Regions from separate parts of the Anser cygnoides genome. Here region 2 is linked to region 1. A link is a contact called in public Hi-C data. All regions are on one chromosome and are shown on one strand. The core of a region is the stretch at or near the end of the contact, and the rest is flanking DNA. Distances in the headings are between cores, read along the strand shown. Region 1 has its middle 110 kb from the start of IBTK. Region 2 has its middle 320 kb from the start of BCKDHB.

Region 1 (4,264 bases), core at 644-3,143:
AAATAGGCAAAAAAAAAAGGTAAAACATTCACTGCTGGTACTTCCTAGAAAAAGTAGTGTTTCAGTATTACAAGAGCAGTCCAGAGCTATGCACCTTCTAATAGTTATTTAACAATGATCAGAAGATCTTTGGTCTTAATTACAGCTAAATTTTCCCACTCCCTGTGCTGACAGTGACATTGAAATTCTGCCAGATTAATGGCCTTTTCCTACTTGTATGGTCACTTATGGCTAATTTGTCACCATCCATGAGGCTTTGTTCATGCATTTACACAACAAAATGAACTGGGCTTTAACCAGACAAGGTAAGAGATTTAGTTAATAAAAAATAATGAAGGATATTTCTGAGACACTCTGGTGAACTCAGCACTTGAACCTTTCAACATTCATTTACCCAAGAGAGCATTTGATGAGATCTACTGATTTTCAGTAATTAGTTCACTCAGTGTATTTCTTTTTCATATATTTGACCATTTGTAATGAGAACTAAGACACCAAGCACGTAATGAAAAAAAGCTGTCAGTATTACAGCAGTGGTTTTGACGGTGGTGCTAATAAGTTATTTTATCTGCACTTATTCACTGTGGACTTTTCAAAGGATCTATCTCTTGCTCTTGGCTTAAGTAACAGAAAGTTGTGGTTGATGTACTGCTGATATGTGAAAAATACTTTTCACTGATTTGAGGAGGATCACATGTGAAACTGGAATCACTGTGTTTCTTCAGGAATCAAAAGTTGACAATAATATTGAGCCTTGCCTTTACCTTTTTGCAGTGAGAGAGAAATCAGCTGCATTTGACCTAAAAACCTCAGGCCTAATTTTGAATAACTACAGAAAAACAGTTTTTAACAGGATCGCATTTCACTGTTTCAGACAAATGTGAATTCCTTTCCCTTTGCGTGGATTTCTCTAAGCAGGGAAATCCAATTCCCTCTGGATTCTTCCCCTCTGAGTGAAGGATGAGACTGAGTCATCCTCCGTTTGTTTGTCTTTGATGACGAATATTACTCGCAACTTCCAAACAATGTCAGCAACAAAAACAGGGCATCTGGGGCTTGGTTCATTTATGCTTAAACCCTTCCAAAACATTACATAGAAAATATGCATATGCTTAATTTTAAACACCTGAATAACTCCATTGGCCTTAACTGAAATATTTCTGACATTAACATTTGCTGGATTAAGAACTTCGTATTTATTAAAGCTGTGCCCCATTTGCAATAGGAATATGGTGCTGGTGCAGCTGTGCCATTCCTGGCAGTGAAACACGCTTAATAATTTATTTGTTTAGACATATTCTTCTGGGAGCACCGTGACATTCATGATCTAACACAACTACTTAGGCTGCAGGTGCCACTTATGTCCAGATAGATAGCTCTTTGGTGAGGCCATGCATCATGATTCCCCTGCAGAGAGCACTACAAAGGTGATTCCTTGTCAGACTTGCCTTTGAAAACTGCTAATTCCATTCATTCACCTGTGAATGCAAAATGCAAGGTGTGTGATGGAAACTGATGGAAAGCATAGCACACACTGCCGTAAGCAGTCTGAGATCTAGTCTAAGATCTAGTCTGGAATTCTTTGTCTTCTTCAGAGGTAAAAGCATGGTTTAGTATAAAGCAGTGGCAAAAGCACAGGGCTGCAACTCCTATTTACCTATCTCAATTAAAGGCAAATAATTCTCTAGCAGACTGCAAAAATCTGCACACAGAAAATATAAATATTCATGTATTACAGTTACTGTTGTCAGTCTTTTCTCCTTGCCATCTTTTTCCCTGCTCTGCAATGACAGAGGAGTTCTGTTGAGCCAGGCTCTTCTTACAACAGACAGGATGAAATTGTTTCCTTGGTTAGACAGCTCACCCTTGAGGTATGCTCAAATATATCCTCTTTTGCACATCTATGCTGCAGCTTCCAATTAGGGAGGCAATATAAGCAGCAAGCAGCAGCAGGGGAGAGAATAAGATGTTCTTTCTCTCCAGATAGAAAATCCCATGCTGACAAAAAAGTTAGGATTCAGCAGCTCAGAAAGTTTCTTTGCTTTCTTGTGCATTCATGTGAGAGAATTCACATACGTGTACACTCCTTTCCTGAAGGTTGGAACTGTAGCTCTCAGACCTTGAACTATTCAGAGAGCTGGAAATGTTTGTCTGATCCTCTGCAGTAACAGTTTATGGAGAAAAGCTCTTTTCTCCCAAGAATATTCTCATCTGGAAATGCAAGACAGCCTCTTCTCCATCTGATAGTGGTTTTCCACTGAATTCTGTCTGGGCAAAATAACTAAGCAAATCCTGCTGTTATTTCTACTTGCTGCTGAATGTTGATCTTTTGAAGTCATTCCTAATGCAATATAAGATGAGAACAAATAAATTATTTTTTTTAATAGGGACAAAATAAATACACTCCAAAAAAAGATTATTTCCAAGTTGCTGCTCATCATCACCAAAGTCTGAGATGGTCTGATAGTGAGGAGGCATCACCAAGCAATAAACACCTCAGGTTAGATAACCCAGAAAAACTCTATCTCAGCTGAGATCCTAAACAAAGCCTTTGAGCAAATCTTTGGGAAAATCCCCAGGGACACTCCCTTCCCCATAGTCTGTGGCGTTGTTTTGCTGTTGTTGCTGTTTTTTTATTTTTTTGAGAATAAAATGCTGACTTGATTATTTTCGGGCTTGATATTATACTGCCACAATGTTCTTACATTTGCAACAGATTGAAATGTTTTAATGATATACCTGGTGTTTATCTGGAAGCAGAGAGGCTAAGCACCACCCAGCTCAGTCCAGCATGAAGGCTGAAGCAGGTTTGTGTTAATTTTGAGCTCTTCATGCTGCCTTTGCATTTACTTAGTTTTTCTTTAACTTTTGGCTTTATAGCCTCAAAGTAACTTCAGTCAAAATAGCTGAACTTTGCCAGGTTTCAGGTCAAAAATATGTCAAAAGTAGAGTTTTACGTGATTTCCACCCAACAGTAAATCCCTCCCTGTATCTGATATTCAGCCTAAGCTCACTTGAAAAGTTTTAGGTTTTGCAGGGTACGTTTCTCACAGCTCTACGTTGAAGAAAGCTGGAATGTTATACTGCTCTCAGAGGGCTTCATCCAAATCCCAGCTAATTTGATGGGCGTCTTCAAGACTATCAGGAGAGGTGGATCAAGGAAAAGATTTTGCTGATCTGCAGAATCAGATTTTCAAACAGCGTGCACAGAACAGTGCCAGACAGAACAATAAAACAAGATAAAAGTGTTTTTTTTTCACTTGCTAGTTTCAAGTAGCAAACATTGAGGGCAAAGTTCCTGGGAAACACCTCATGAAACACATTTCTTCTTCTACACTCATTACTGCAATAAACATCATTTTAGAGTCACAGCAATAAACATTTTGTTGAGACTCTTTAAAACGGACAATTTTGCACCCTCAAAGATAGTGAATCCCAAAACAAGATTGACACCTCCAGATACATGCTTCTTGCCTGCAAGTATGCACTCTGGCATATTCTGGAAAAGCAGCAGCATACAGCTTGCCTCACTAGTGCCTCATTATATTTTTCTAATATCTAAAGGACACAAGTTCAGCACCAGCTATGAGGGATACAGGCAAGGATATTTCTGGAGCGTCTTGTTTAAAATCATACAGGGGTAGTCCACAAAGAGATTTAGACCCCTAAGAGTCTCAGCACCACAGTTCAAGTACTACCTACCTTCAGGCATGTCCTAAGACCCTTCCACTACAACACATTTCATGAAGAAAAAAGGAAATCACTTAGTTTATTTCTTTTCCTTTTCCTTTCCTGTATTTCCTTGCCTTTTCCTTCACAGCTGTTATTCAAAGGCCATCAAAACAAAAGTAGCTCAATACTAAGTTATTTTTCACCCTATTTTATAAGAACTTTATGCAGCATCACTTTTATTTATTATGCAAAGCAGATTAAAAAAAAAAAGTGAAGAAATTGCATTGAAAACAATGCAAAACAGAAAACAAAGTTTACACCAGTCCTTGTTTAAATGTTTTCTAACATAACACCTCATACTGCAAGCTCCCTGGTACCCTATCTGTATGCTTGATCACTGGAGACAAAGATTCTCCTCCAAGGAAGAGGAAATTCCAGGTTTCTCATCACCCATTGTGTCCTACAAGAAGAACGACAGACCTGATGTCAACCTGATGGTAATTTCTGGGTAGACACATGGTCTGTTAAGCTGCATTCATTTCCTGATACTTACAGGCTTAACAAAGAAGAAAGCCTGCTACACTGCTTGAAA
Region 2 (4,160 bases), core at 601-3,100, 560 kb before region 1:
TGAATATACTGAATATCTTTTTTTTTTTTTTCCTTTATAATGAGACCATTTCTTACAGAGAAAATGTGAAATAATGATCAACCAGAATAACTTGTGCCCACTCTAGTTTTCTACACAAAGCTGATGTATCTAGCAGAAACACAAAGCATCAACATCAAGGACAAAGCAAAGAGGTCAGCATGCTAGTTTTGACATTGTAAGAACTGCAAATAAGAAATAAAATTATCTTGTGAATTAATACAGATTTTTTTTTTGTTTGTTTGTTAAAACTTAACAAGGCATTGAGATAGGGGTAAAGGTGAGAGATGAAAAGACAGTCATGCAAAAATTTAGAACATACAAATATGTATGTTCACAAGTTGAATTGCTCACAAATCATTCCCAGAAAATATCAGGGACTGTGAAATGCAGCTACATCTGAGCAAACATAACTCAATCCAGTACTTTGTGATTCTTTGCTCTTTTTTAACTTTTCTTTGTTTCTTTGAAAATATTCCAGGCTATTGATGTAAAGGAGATATTTGTCAAAGTCAAATCTCCCTCTACAACTTCAGCTCAGTAAAGTATCTGTTAACGTTCAGTCTTATTTTGTCTCAGTAACCAACCAGCTGGAACCCAGCAGACAGGCTGTATTAGCAGTCTATGATGACATTATTGCTTATTTTAGTAATTTAGCATGATAAAGTGAGGTGTCTCCATTGAATTTTCAAATATATAAAAAATGGTTTGTAAACTGGAAAGTTTTGCTGAAATATAACAACGGAAGATATAGGTGATACTCTGGAATCATAGAGGTTGTATCTTATTCTGTAGATGCTGTGATGTATGGACATGTTTGGATACAGATACAGTCCCCCCCCCCCCCCCCCCCAAACATGACAGAAATGCACAAATCACATTTTAATATGCAGAAAACCTACCTCAGAAGAACACTCTCTTGCAGCTGGTATTCTATAGTCCCTGCCTGATGCTTGCAAGGATGCTTGCTCATTTTATTTCGGTGGATTCCCTCAGTTTACTGATATCTCCCTTGCCATGATCTTTGCTTATATGTTTTCAGAGTAGGAACTATTTCTCTGTCATGTTTGAGCACTGCCTAAACAAAGAGCCAAGGTACTTAAAGATTTTAATGGTACAAATAATATATAATAATTATAACAGAAAAATTTAAAAAACATGTTTTATTTATTTGGCTGTTGCTCTTCCATTTAGCTCAGGTAGAAACTCCTGGAGGTGAGGATGGCCTGAATTTTGTATCATGTTTAATATTGGATCTGGCATATCCTTTGTTCTTCTAAAGTTCAGAGAAATAACCAGCAAAATTGGGAACTGAATTGTATTTTGAATGAAAACAGAGCTTCACAAAACATTTCACAGACTGGAACATCCAGCTTTGACATTCTTTGCAGACTCATAATAAGATGAGCTGGCTTCAGCTCACCTAAGGCTAGATGTGTACAGTGCAGATGACTACACCTGAGTTATTCATCGAAGACTCTCTTTACGCTCAGCAGGAAGAAAGAAGGTACTCCAGAGTGAGATTCATCTGACCTACTTTAGCTGTTTACTTCCAGACTGGATGATTCATTCCTCAGAAGCACCCACGTCTTCCCAATGCCTATACATCAAATGTGGTTATTTATCCTAATGGAGATCTCTCAGCAGCTACATGATAGATGTCTAACATTAGCTGACTATCACTCGCTGTATCTCAAATGAGAGGAGGGCTCTCTACCCTCATAATTATTGAAACAAACTTCCTACAGAATTCACTTTTTCTTACTACAGACTGTTGGTAAAATTTTCAGATAGGTGGCAGCAATGTGCACGCAGACAGAAAAATTTAGCAAACCCCTACTCAGCCTCAGCTTCAGCCTTCAAGGTAGTATCTGCTCCTGGACAACAGGGGAACTGCCACTCATGAAGGCAAACTGATAGGGCCACCATGTCCCCTTCCAGGTTCCAGGGACCACATACTTTCCCTAGAGCGACTGGTCCTCTAAAGAGACAACAGTGTGAAACAATTTGAAGCCAAAAAGGTAGCGCAGATTTAAAGGGTCTTTATCACAGTACAGTGGGATATCTGATGCATGCATATGAAGTACTGCCTGGTATTGTTAAGAGTATGTAAAGCTTATAAATTAGTTACTACATTCATAGTACTATATCCACATCACATGGATTGTTTTCTTTAGTCTTCATAATTGAAACACATTTAGAACTGCTTAAGTGGCCTTATCTCTACATTTTCATACTTGCAGAAGCCTGGGGGATTTTGGAAGAGTAACCTTAACTTTGAAATTCCTGGCTGCCTAACATATGGGCTTCCTCAGATCTGCTCTACAACACTCTGTTGTGAGTTTTCCCTTAGGCTTCTTACAGTCTTCACTTCCACACTTACCCATGTTTTTGCCTGGGAATTTACAAATGGATTTTTAAACTGTCAGTGTTTTTATCCCTAGAGGAGAGTACAGCCTTCAGGCAAGCTGTAACACACAGAATTCTGGGTTCACCCTCACAAGTGATTTAACTGAAACACTGCAGAATTCAGACTGGTGTCTTTTACTGCAATAGCTAAGCACACCTTTAAAAAGTTGAAAATTAGTCTTTATTTGGATGGCACCAAATTTCTCTTCCTGTAACATAACAACCCAACCTTCATTCGCTTGTATAGTAAAATGTGGTGTTTTATTTGTGGTAGGATATGTTTGCTGGGTAGAATATGTTTGTTTCCCCTGGTGGGGAAATCACCTAGCTGATAATGGCATGTGCTTTGTTTCACCAGTTAGGTGTTGTGCCACGTTTGCAAATTAGGAGCCTGGTTTGAGAAATCTCAGATGGATCCAACCATCTGCAAATGAATGAGAAACTGGAAGATGTATCTGACTGCATGGACTCAACTCCCATTTTTAAAAGCTTTTGTTACCCACAAAACACGAGGGAGTGAATATTTCCTGGAAGCATTTGTTCCTTAAGGCACTGGGGGCATGGATATGTGGATAATGCAGACAGATCTGAGCTCCTGGCTGTACATGAGCCACAATTTTCCCTGTCCGCATGCCATAAATTGTCCCCAAATATTTCTGCAGACATGGGATTACCTTTACTCTAGGTGACAGGCAATTAGAATGGTACACATTAAACGACATTTGTGGTGCTCCCTACATTGAGATTAGTCATTCATGGCATTAGTTTAGTGACGAGGCTGTAGCTGTGTGTGAACCCCAGATCATGCTGTTATGCATCTCTCTGTCTGTCTGCAGCTCAGATACAATCTGCCTTACCGCATCAGCATGTGGGGACATGAGTCATCTTCACCTTCTGCACAACGTCAAATATAATGGCATCCATGCTGTATGCAGTTATGAGAAAGTGAGGATTAAAAAATAAATAAATATTTCAGATAGAGGTAAATCACTTCAAAACACAGTTTGTTTCCGAAAAGGGACCAAAACCAGTGCTTTGTGGTACTGTGGATATCACTGCAGAACTGAATTCTAAGGTGGGGAGAATTTGCAAATTTCGCAGAGAACTTTGGTCAACTTTGCTAAGACTTAACCTACATTAAAGTCCTACCAAGCAGTTCAACAGAACTTTTCAACTGTGAGTGTCATTTCTAATAATAAAGAAGACAATAGCTGTAGAAGTTAAGGTAATTGAAATTCAAGTCTCTCTAGGTTTTAATGGAATCATTACTTTTTTTTTTTTTCTTTTCTTCCATGTATCTTTTTCTTAGCTTTGTATTTGTGTCTACTTTATAAACGCTACAACTCTTCATTACATGGGCTTTATTCTGGGACTTGTACTGCTCTATGGATATTACTGTCTCATAAATAACTTGGCCTCAGGAACAGCTGTGCTAAAGTAACTCATCATTTGAATCTCAGTACAGTAATATATATAAGCACATATTTAAGTTGAAATGGGGCAGCACAGTATTTGGATGCTAGACTACTTGAAAGGAGCTCGCTGCTAACAGTGTTGAAAAGAGAAGAGAAGAGGAGAGGAGAGGAGAAGAAAAAAGGGAAGGGAATGGAAGGGAAGGGAAGGGAAGGGAAGGGAAGGAAGGGAAGGAAGGGAAGGGAAGGGAAGGGAAGGAAGGGAAGGGAAGGGAAGGGAAGGGAAGGGAAGGGAAGGGAAGGGAAGGGAAGGGAAGGGAA

What was found. A called contact is a pair of places that touch in the nucleus more often than the background predicts.
Region 2: a contact with region 1 is called in a Hi-C map of granulosa cells, with 2.0 times the contacts expected there. The contact joins two enhancer-like sites. A contact is called at or near these places in 2 of 7 Hi-C or Micro-C datasets (granulosa cells and liver).

Annotation. Positions count from the first base shown.
Region 1 is chr3:85,995,745-86,000,008 of Taihu_goose_T2T_genome, reverse strand. No RefSeq gene overlaps it. Among named protein-coding and RNA genes, the nearest start is that of IBTK, 110 kb to the right of the region's middle. Within about 2 kb of position 1,893, at least 1 of the 3 cell types and tissues checked has open chromatin away from gene starts, as enhancers often do.
Region 2 is chr3:86,553,976-86,558,135 of Taihu_goose_T2T_genome, reverse strand. No RefSeq gene overlaps it. Among named protein-coding and RNA genes, the nearest start is that of BCKDHB, 320 kb to the left of the region's middle. Within about 2 kb of position 1,850, at least 1 of the 3 cell types and tissues checked has open chromatin away from gene starts, as enhancers often do.